Linked DNA regions of Xenopus laevis: region 1 is linked to region 2. Evidence: chromatin contacts called from public Hi-C data. All regions are on one chromosome and are shown on one strand. Each heading gives the region's core, a stretch centred on a gene start, on an enhancer-like site or on the middle of the called end of the contact. The rest is flanking DNA. Distances are from core to core; before and after follow the strand shown.

Region 1 (4,591 bases), core at 876-3,375, 48 kb before region 2:
ATACCTTAAAGTGGTACACAGTGCCATATATTGTTTGCATTTTAGGCAGTTCCTAAAGTTTGTCATTATGGCTTGCATTTTTTCTGGGTTTAGAACTGCAGGCAACACATATGGACCAGCAACCCTTCCTTGGGCCCCTCAGCTTCACTTTGGAGTGTTTTAGCTTGGCATGACCCCAGTGTAGCCTTAGTAAGGTCAGCAAGGGGTAAGATACTGTAATAGTGGGACTAAAGGTGGCCATAGACATATAGATTTCCAAATATTAGACGTCCCAATATTCGGACCTGCCAATTTTCGGACCTGCCAATTTTCGGACCTGCCACTAACCGTTCGGATTAAATAAAGTAGTAAAAGAACAAATCAGACAATGGGAGCAGGGGGTGCAATTGGGCCAGGGCCCGCACCCCCGCAGGACCCCCCCCGCAGTCACGCTGGCTGGAGCCGGCTGCAGCGCCGCACGGACTACCTAGTTCTGTCACTGTTTGCGTCTATGGCCAGCTTAGTAGGGAAACAAACATCTATTCACAAGCATATTTCATATTTGGCCAGGATTTGGGAGGCATGATGTGGGCATAAATGGTTTAGTAGGCTAGAGCCACAGCTCTTTGTAGTTATGACCTTTGGGCTTGGTTCTGTTTGTGTATGAAGGGATTGTACCAGTATTAGTTAATAGACAAGCCCTCGTGGCTTCTGAATCTCCGGCCATGCTCTTGTACCAGGTGTAAATGTCTAAGAATAGTTAAACAATACAGAAAAAAGTGGTGTATTCCAGCATTTCTGTCATCCAAGATGAGCATCACAAGATAGTCTTCTACCTTAGAAGACGTTTGTCTGAGATCCAGAGAGTGCTGACTTATTGTATACGACAGAGTTAGAATGCATCAGGCATAGAGATCACTATCACACTCTGCAGCTTTGCTCCCAGGCAGCCAAACTTCCAACTAAAAATAACTTTTTTTTCCAAGATCCGGACTCAGGAAAAAATGTCTCTTCCTTTTATGGTCAGAGGCAGATTCCTGAGACTTCAAACAACTCAACCCCCCACCACCACCAGCCCTGCAGCAGTCAGCCAATCAGCTGAGAGCATGTTTTATTTTTCTTTGTGGTTTACATTAGAATTTGAGACCCTTAAGCAAAACCAAGGTGTTATGAAGATACTGTTTCCATTGTAAAAGATGGGCATATTACCCAAGCTCATTCACTTTATGACATTCTTCTCATTGCTCACCCATTATTGGCTTTAATTTCCAGCTTGAAAATGTTCTACTTCAGTAATTATCATTACTTATGAGCCAAGTGAATTATGGAGAAAGAGTATGGACAGCCAAGCGTATACATAGTGGGTAGAATGGTGAAACCTATTGGTTGACAGGTGGCGCAATGGTTAGCCTTGCTGTTTAGCACTGTCAGAGCCCTGGGTTCTGTTCTGAACCTTCTTTATCTAATTGTGTGTGTGTGTCATATGGTAATATCCAGGGCTGGGGCAAGTGGCAACTGCCAATGAAGAAGTGGTAGGGGCCTAGTCTGAGGAGGGCAAAACATTTTGGATAAATGTGGGATGTCCAACTTGCAACCCTCTAGCTGTTTCTGAACGATAACTCCAAGGCTCTCTGGGGATGTTGGAAGTTGCAGCTCAACAAAAGCTGGAGAACAACATCCTTGATTAATACTCTGAAAAATAATCTGTATACAACATTGTATAACTATTTTTTCCCTTGCCAAGGGGCCCTTTTGGTGCTGGGGATTCAGACCAATTTCTCTCTTTGCCCTACAGACCAAAACTGTTGCTCTCCAGTTGTTAATAGGGTACAACTCCCAGTATGCTTTGGCAGGTAAAATGCTCCGAAACTGTGTTATAGGTTAGGCTGTGTGTATATATATTTATTTTCAGCTCAGTATAAAAGCCTAAAGGATTCCCAGGCTGAGTTCTAGCCTGTCACTAAATGGTTGATTGTTGCAGGAAGTGGGGAGCGTGTGAGTTGCTGCTCTGTTTATGTTTAACATTCTTAAAATTGTATGAAAACAACTGGATAGGCATGTGGGGGTCAGGGAGCATGTGAAAGGGACACTCCATTTGTAGTGGAATGAAACCGCCAGTGACATCCCAATGGGACAGTACTAAGGGACTGAGGTTACAGACCAGAGAGTCCTTCAAAGTCTTCTGTGTGGCCCTGGATTGACCGTAGTGCTACGTAGGATAGTAATTGTTTGCAGACAATTGTTTAGCACAAATGTATTCGTGTATTAGCCTCTGTGTTTAGACTGTTTTCTGTAGCTCTTCCTAAATATTATATAGCAGTTCCTACAATCTAAGGTCCTTATAACACGCACTATGGTTAATTTTTTAAGGAACCAAGTAACCTAATAAAACTAATAAGTGCCTAAAATGGCTCTGGGTATTCTGTCCAGGGCAGTAACTGACCTATGCTTGTCATCATTCTCAGCTAATGATCTGCATATAATGTGCCTCAATAAAGAAAATGAATCTGTTAGAAGTGCATTGTCAGCTATATTTGTTGTGTTTTATTCAACCTTTCCTATGATCCCTAGTTGATATACATAAGGAGTCCTCCAATGGGGATTGCGCCTGCCTGAACTCCAAAAATACATTTGATGCCTATTTTCCTATGCTCACAGCCTTCATATTACACCTTGCTTCCCTTTCAGCACCCTGACCGGTACCAGTATTTTTATCCTCACTAACCCACTAGTGTGCAACTCTTTAACTGATGCTTAGTAAAGAAAAGAGAATCATTGCTGCAAGTAGAGGCGCTGGAATATACTTCTCATTGTTTCTCTGCAGCCATAAAGCTGTCTCTGCAGGAATGATTGCATAACTGTTTTTTCCTGATTTTCAGTTCCAGTTGCACAATGGACTCATACTTGGCTTTAGAACCAGGAGATTATGACATGCGTAGGCTTATCCCCAAGATTATCTTCCAAAGTATCTTCTAGGATGTGTGGAAAGCACCTGGGCTATATGTATCACCACGGTGGAAAATTCTATTGAAATCTATTCTTTTACTAATAAGGAAAGGGAGGTCAAGTGTTTAGTCTCCCATCTGTGGCATATTTCCCAGCATGCCCAGCCAGAGGCTGAACGGTTGACTCTCCCAGGTGATGTGCTTTAAAGGAAAACTATACCTCCAAAATGAATACTTAAGCAACAGATAGTTTTCATCATATTAAGTGGCATATTAACGAATCTTACCAAACTGGAATATATATTTAAGTAAATATTTACCCTTTACATCTCTTGCCTTGAGCCACCATTTTGTGATGGTCTGTGTGCTGCATCAGAGATCACCTGACCAGAAATACTGCAGCTCTAACTGTAACAGGAAGAAGTGTGGAAGCAAAAGACACAACTCTGTCTGTTAATTGGCTCATGTGACCTAATATGTTTGGTTTGTCTGTGTGCATCGTGAATCATATGATCCCAGGGGGCGGCCCTTATTTTTTAAAATGGCAATTTTCTATTTATAATTACCCAGCGGGACCTACTACTAAAAAAGGATATTGTTATGAAAATGGTTTATTTACATGAAGCAGGGTTTTACATATGAGCTGTTTTATACAATAAAAAAATAAAACATTTTATAGAGACCTACATTGTTTGGGGGATATAGTTTTCCTTCAAGGGTGCTGTATTTGGCAGACTCTGCTACAGGGACTATTAGAGATCACTCACATATGACAAATACTAATGTATTTGGAACAGAAAGATCTGATGTAGCCAAATACAGAGCTTTTCCATCTTACTGTCTAGTTGATATTCTAGATCCAGTAACATCTGCTGTTATCACTGGAGACTGGATTATCAGTGATGGTAAACCAAGACCTTAAAAGCTACTTAACTGATGTCATCCCCAGAGATTCTCACTTTTTATGGGCAGGGAAAGAACTAGTGAAATCACATAATAAATCTTAATTCTCTTATATGCACCTAATAGACTTTGTGGGATCGTGCCACAGTGATGAAATGTGAGGCTAATGTCACACGTGTCTGCGCAACTTTGCTCATGAAGAATTCAATCCCGTGACTTCATGTCATCAATCATATGCCAAACTGCCAGCTTGTTTCCATTGATTAAAATTGGACAGTTTATATATGGTCATTCTGTCTATGGTTCGATGCCCCCAAAGCTTCTTCAGATGATTTTCTGCAGTTTTATTTGATGTCAGTAGGAGCCACTGCTATTCCAACTCACATTTTGTGCCATTAGTGCATTAGCCTGAATGACTAAAGAGGTGAATTTATCAGAGCAATTAATGGACATTGTGGCAGTGTCTGGTGTATACTTTCCAACTGGGACACTCAGTCTGTACCCTCCCAGCAATACCCACTGCCACTGAGAAGATGTGTTATCTAGTATTCTATATGCTCAATATCCTGAATTTTATAATGCCATTATTGCATTATTTTCTGGGCATTACAGCTGCAATAATAATGCAAATAATTCTTAGTGCTGTTCCATATTGAATGCTTTATATACCAGTGAAAGTGGCTACTGGGGAAACCTTTACTGAGCATTTGTTGTGCTGACTACTTGCTGCTGAACAATTTACTAGCTAGTAACATGATGGACAT
Region 2 (4,197 bases), core at 1,556-4,055:
GGGACATTGGCCAGAGGAGACGTCGGCTCAGCCTGAGCCAGACCTGCTGGGACCTGACACATGGCTATATCGGGGGTAATCTGATTGTTTGTGCCGTGCCGTGGGCTCCGGCGGGACCGGTCGGGTCAAAATCAAACCTGACCGATCAACCAAATGACCGATCTCCGCCAGACGAAAGATGTCGGCACACGCCACACACGATCCGAAAATCGTACGAATCCTTGATTCGTACGATAGGATCGTGTGTCTATGGCCACCTTAAGAGAGCTCTGAAGCAGGAAAAAAACTCCTGTATCCCGTCCCCTTACATCGTAGACCCACCGCTAAATGTCACTGCCCTGCAGGTGAATAGAAGCCCAGGCACAGCTCCATGTTCCTTTAGTCTTTGATGTATGGCCAGCTTTAGTTATATCTTGAGACACAAAGGGATCTAAGCAACACTGCAAAGGGAAAAGCAACAGAGTTTGACAGTATTAATGAGAATCCATTGTCCATATTCGTTAATACAAGAACGGCCAGGTTTAGGTGGGTAGATATTCAAAAGATGAAAAGATTAGGTTTGTTTAATTCAGTATGAGAGGGCAAATTTATTTTGGATAGATTTCCAAAAGAATTTGAACAATGGGGAAGTTTTGTGAAAGGCAAAGATAGAGGGAGGACAGAGAAGGAGTGGGAAAGTGCTTTGAAATGGCTGTGCTATATTAAATAGATATATAATATGTAGGAGCAAGAATGAGTAGATGGGAGAATTGATGAAGCATTAAGGCTAAAGCCAAAAGGGAGCTGATCTCGACTTGAATAAAAAAGCTGCCCAAGGATCAGACCTTACACTGGTAACTTCTTTCTTCTTCGCCTGCATCCGGAGAAATTTCATCTGCCCAGGTGCAGGCGCTCAAAGCGGATTTTGGCAAAGAAACACAACAGTTTGTTTTTCTTCAGGGCTGATTCTTGACCAGTTTTTTTATGCAAGATGTGATCAGTCCCCATTTGCCATTAGCTTTAAAGAATAAACTACCTATGGAAGCACTGAGCAGACAAAATGTAATATGGACACTGTTAGAGGAGTGCTAGAGTTTAATAGTTCATTTATCAAAGGAAGAACAACAAGTAGGCAGATTCCAGGCTCTCTGCTACGGCTCTCTTTCTTCTTGAAATAAACTTCCCCTAGAAAACAATTACCTTTGGAACCAACCACCTCTAGCATAGCATAAGAGAAGTGCAAGAATAATTCATACACAGAAGTGAGTCTAAATGACAACTTTTGCTTAGAGAGGAGTTGTGAGGGGTCATAAAATGATGTTGCCAGAACACAGGATAGATGGCAAACCTCTCAACATTTTGGAAGCATAAAAAGGGACATAAAGATTTGGCGCGATATGAATTTTTTTGACCATACCATTTTAGCCACACCTCCTAATTACCATCTTCATTTTACAAAATTTGGCACGTTGTGAAATTTGAACATGTCTGTGTTTATTTTGTATTATTACTGTTTTGCTAATGAAAGTGAATTGCCCTTTAAGCTGCAAATCACATTTTCCCCAAGAGACCTGCTTATCTTAAATTGTTACAATTGTTTCGTTGCTTATCTTAAATTGTTACAAAAGTGCACCTACCACGTATTCTGGGCTCTCTGCCAAAAGCCAAATTACGTTTGAGAAACTCTTTATCTTTTTCTGGCTGTTCGGTGCAAGAGATCAAAGAGAAAGTCTGGATATTTCAGTAACAATCCGGGACTGTGGGCTGAGCTGTCAAGATCGGGACTGTCCCTCGACAGTTGGGAGGTATAAGACGGTTCTGATAAATAACAATGCTGTAATATGAACCTTAAAAGGGAACTCCACACAAACATAACTTAAGCTTTTTGAAAAGTAAACATAATTTCAAGCAACTTTGCAATGTACATCATTTAAAGAATATACAGACTTTTCATGATTTTTAATGGTTTCCTAAGCCTAGCCCCCTGCTCTCCTGCTGTCTGACTACTTTGCTGAGCTGCCTGACTACTGTTACTTTGTATCAACAGCCATCTGTCCTCAGCCTGCATCCTCAAAACCTCACAATTCCCTGCACACGTGATTTCAATAAGTAAAGGAACATCACAGAGCAATGCATTGTGGGTTATGTAGTTCCTGCATGCTGTCTGTAAACTGTGGAGAAGTTGTTACAATTTGTAACATCAGTGTTTTAGTCCCTCCTTCCCTGCCAGGTTTTCAAATGATGCAGAAAGAGAACAACTGTTAAACAGCTGGATTTCAGCATAGAAAATGTCATACTTTTTAAAGAAACAGGTAACTGTGATGGGTATATTAGGGGTTTCTGTGTTATTTGGGCCTCTTTGTCAAATTTTGGTTTGGAAGCCGGAGTTCCCCTTTAAAAACCCGCAACAAGGAATACTGAAGGGCCTCTGCACAGACAGAAATGAATAAGGCAGCACAATAACCAGTAAGGGCTGTGCTACAACGGCAGACAAGGGAGGGACAGGGGCTTATCTGTCCCACAAATTCTGGACATGCAGCTGCACGCAGCAGTTCAAGATGATGTGGGATGCCAAAAATATCTGATCCTCCATGCTGTATTCTAAAATCTGATGAGATTCGGATGGTTTCTTGTTCACTTTAAAACAATTCACGCCGGCGCTGCTCAGGCATTGCATTTTATACAGTAGATCTACAGTTCCCCAGTCTCCCCCATTGTTCAGCAACATCTCGAAGGCTAAATTATGACTAAACTATGACTTGCAGGGGAGAAAAATCCACTGCTGGCAGAAGCTTTTATTTTAATTGTGGGAAGGAAAGGGTTGAACTGTTTGGAAACGTTTTAAACTCATGCCTCTCTTGCCAAGCCACTGTATCCGCAAATGCACCTTCAGGGATTCCCAGCTGTCTACCATACAGAGCCTACACATATCTCTTGCCAAATCCTGCAGTCTCAAGCCCTGGGACATTAGCACATTACTGCACTCCAAGGTATGTTAAAGGAGAACTATACCCTAAACATGAATATGGCTATTTTATATACTGAACTTATTGCACCAGCCTAAAGTTTCAGCTTGTCAATAGCAGCAATGATCCAGGACTTCAAACTTGTCACAGGGGGTCACCATCTTGGAAAGTGTCTGTGACACTCACATGCTCAGTGGGCTCTGATCAGCTGTTGAGAAGCTAAGCTTAGGGGTCGTTGCAAATTATCCAGCAGAAAATGAGGTTGGTCTTTAATATAAGATGATGCTACAGGGCTGATTATTAAATTCTGATGCTAATTGCACTGGTTTCTGTGCTGCCATGTAGTAATTATCTGTATTAATTACTAATCAGCCTTATACTGTGACATTTCTATTCTATGTGTACTGTATATTGTGAGTGGGTCCCTAAGCTCAGTAAGTGACAGCAGCACAGAGCATGTGCAGTGAATCAGCAGAAAAGAAGATGGGGAGCTACTGGGGCATCTTTGGAGACACAGATCTTCTCAAAAACCACTGCTGAGTCTCCAAACAAGAGGTAAGGGAGAATGATTTGGCTCCTGGGATCATGGCACAGTTTGCATTGCAAATGCAGTAATGAGTTTTGAAATTAATCATATTAGGCCCAGTGGTGAACATTTTCCCTATGACATTTTCCCTAATGTTGGCTTTCGCTGTTTATTATGGGGACCGGCTGTTCATGGGAGCTCACAGGGTAATGTTATGTTACAAATCCAAAATGGGGTTTGCCAGATAAAGGATTTTTCTAGAATGGGGGGGGCACCATGACACATGACATGACTAATGACACACACAACATTTTAAACACAAGCAGATTCAAGCTGATTTAGGACAGGCAATTTCCCATGCTCCCTTGAGATTATCAGTAACTTCTCATTCCCCATAGTGAATACATTGGCACAACTGTGCTCTCAAGATACAAGAGCTACTGATGCCATCTTGAAAATGCAGCATATTTCCACCAAGTGTGGTAGATAGTCTTTGCAATGCAGTCAAGATTCCTGAAAGGTTAATGTGTTTTTGAGCCAATGCCAAAAAATGCACTTTCCTGCGTTATTTGGGCGCCAATCGAAAATACATGTTTCTTTTTTGGTGGATCCAAATCATTTCATGCGAATGTATTATAGTTACAATCATGCTGCAAAGGAATATTTAAAAATGCAGTGTAATAGCGCCACGTGGGGAATTAGCCTAAGGCACCTAAAGTGTTTAAA

The links. A called contact is a pair of places that touch in the nucleus more often than the background predicts.
Region 1: a contact with region 2 is called in a Hi-C map of the XL177 cell line, with 2.3 times the contacts expected there. The contact joins the enhancer-like site here to the promoter of LOC108713254 in region 2. A contact is called at or near these places in 2 of 4 Hi-C or Micro-C datasets (the XL177 cell line and the XTC cell line).

Annotation. Positions count from the first base shown.
Region 1 is chr3S:106,594,800-106,599,390 of Xenopus_laevis_v10.1, reverse strand. No RefSeq gene overlaps it. Among protein-coding and RNA genes, the nearest start is that of LOC108713254, 48 kb to the right of the region's middle. Within about 2 kb of position 2,125, at least 1 of the 7 cell types and tissues checked has an H3K27ac peak or open chromatin away from gene starts, as enhancers often do.
Region 2 is chr3S:106,547,969-106,552,165 of Xenopus_laevis_v10.1, reverse strand. LOC108713254 (interleukin-17B) reads left to right here and starts at 2,805. Exons shown (of 3, transcript XM_041588719.1): 1 at 2,805-2,969. The coding sequence starts at 2,829.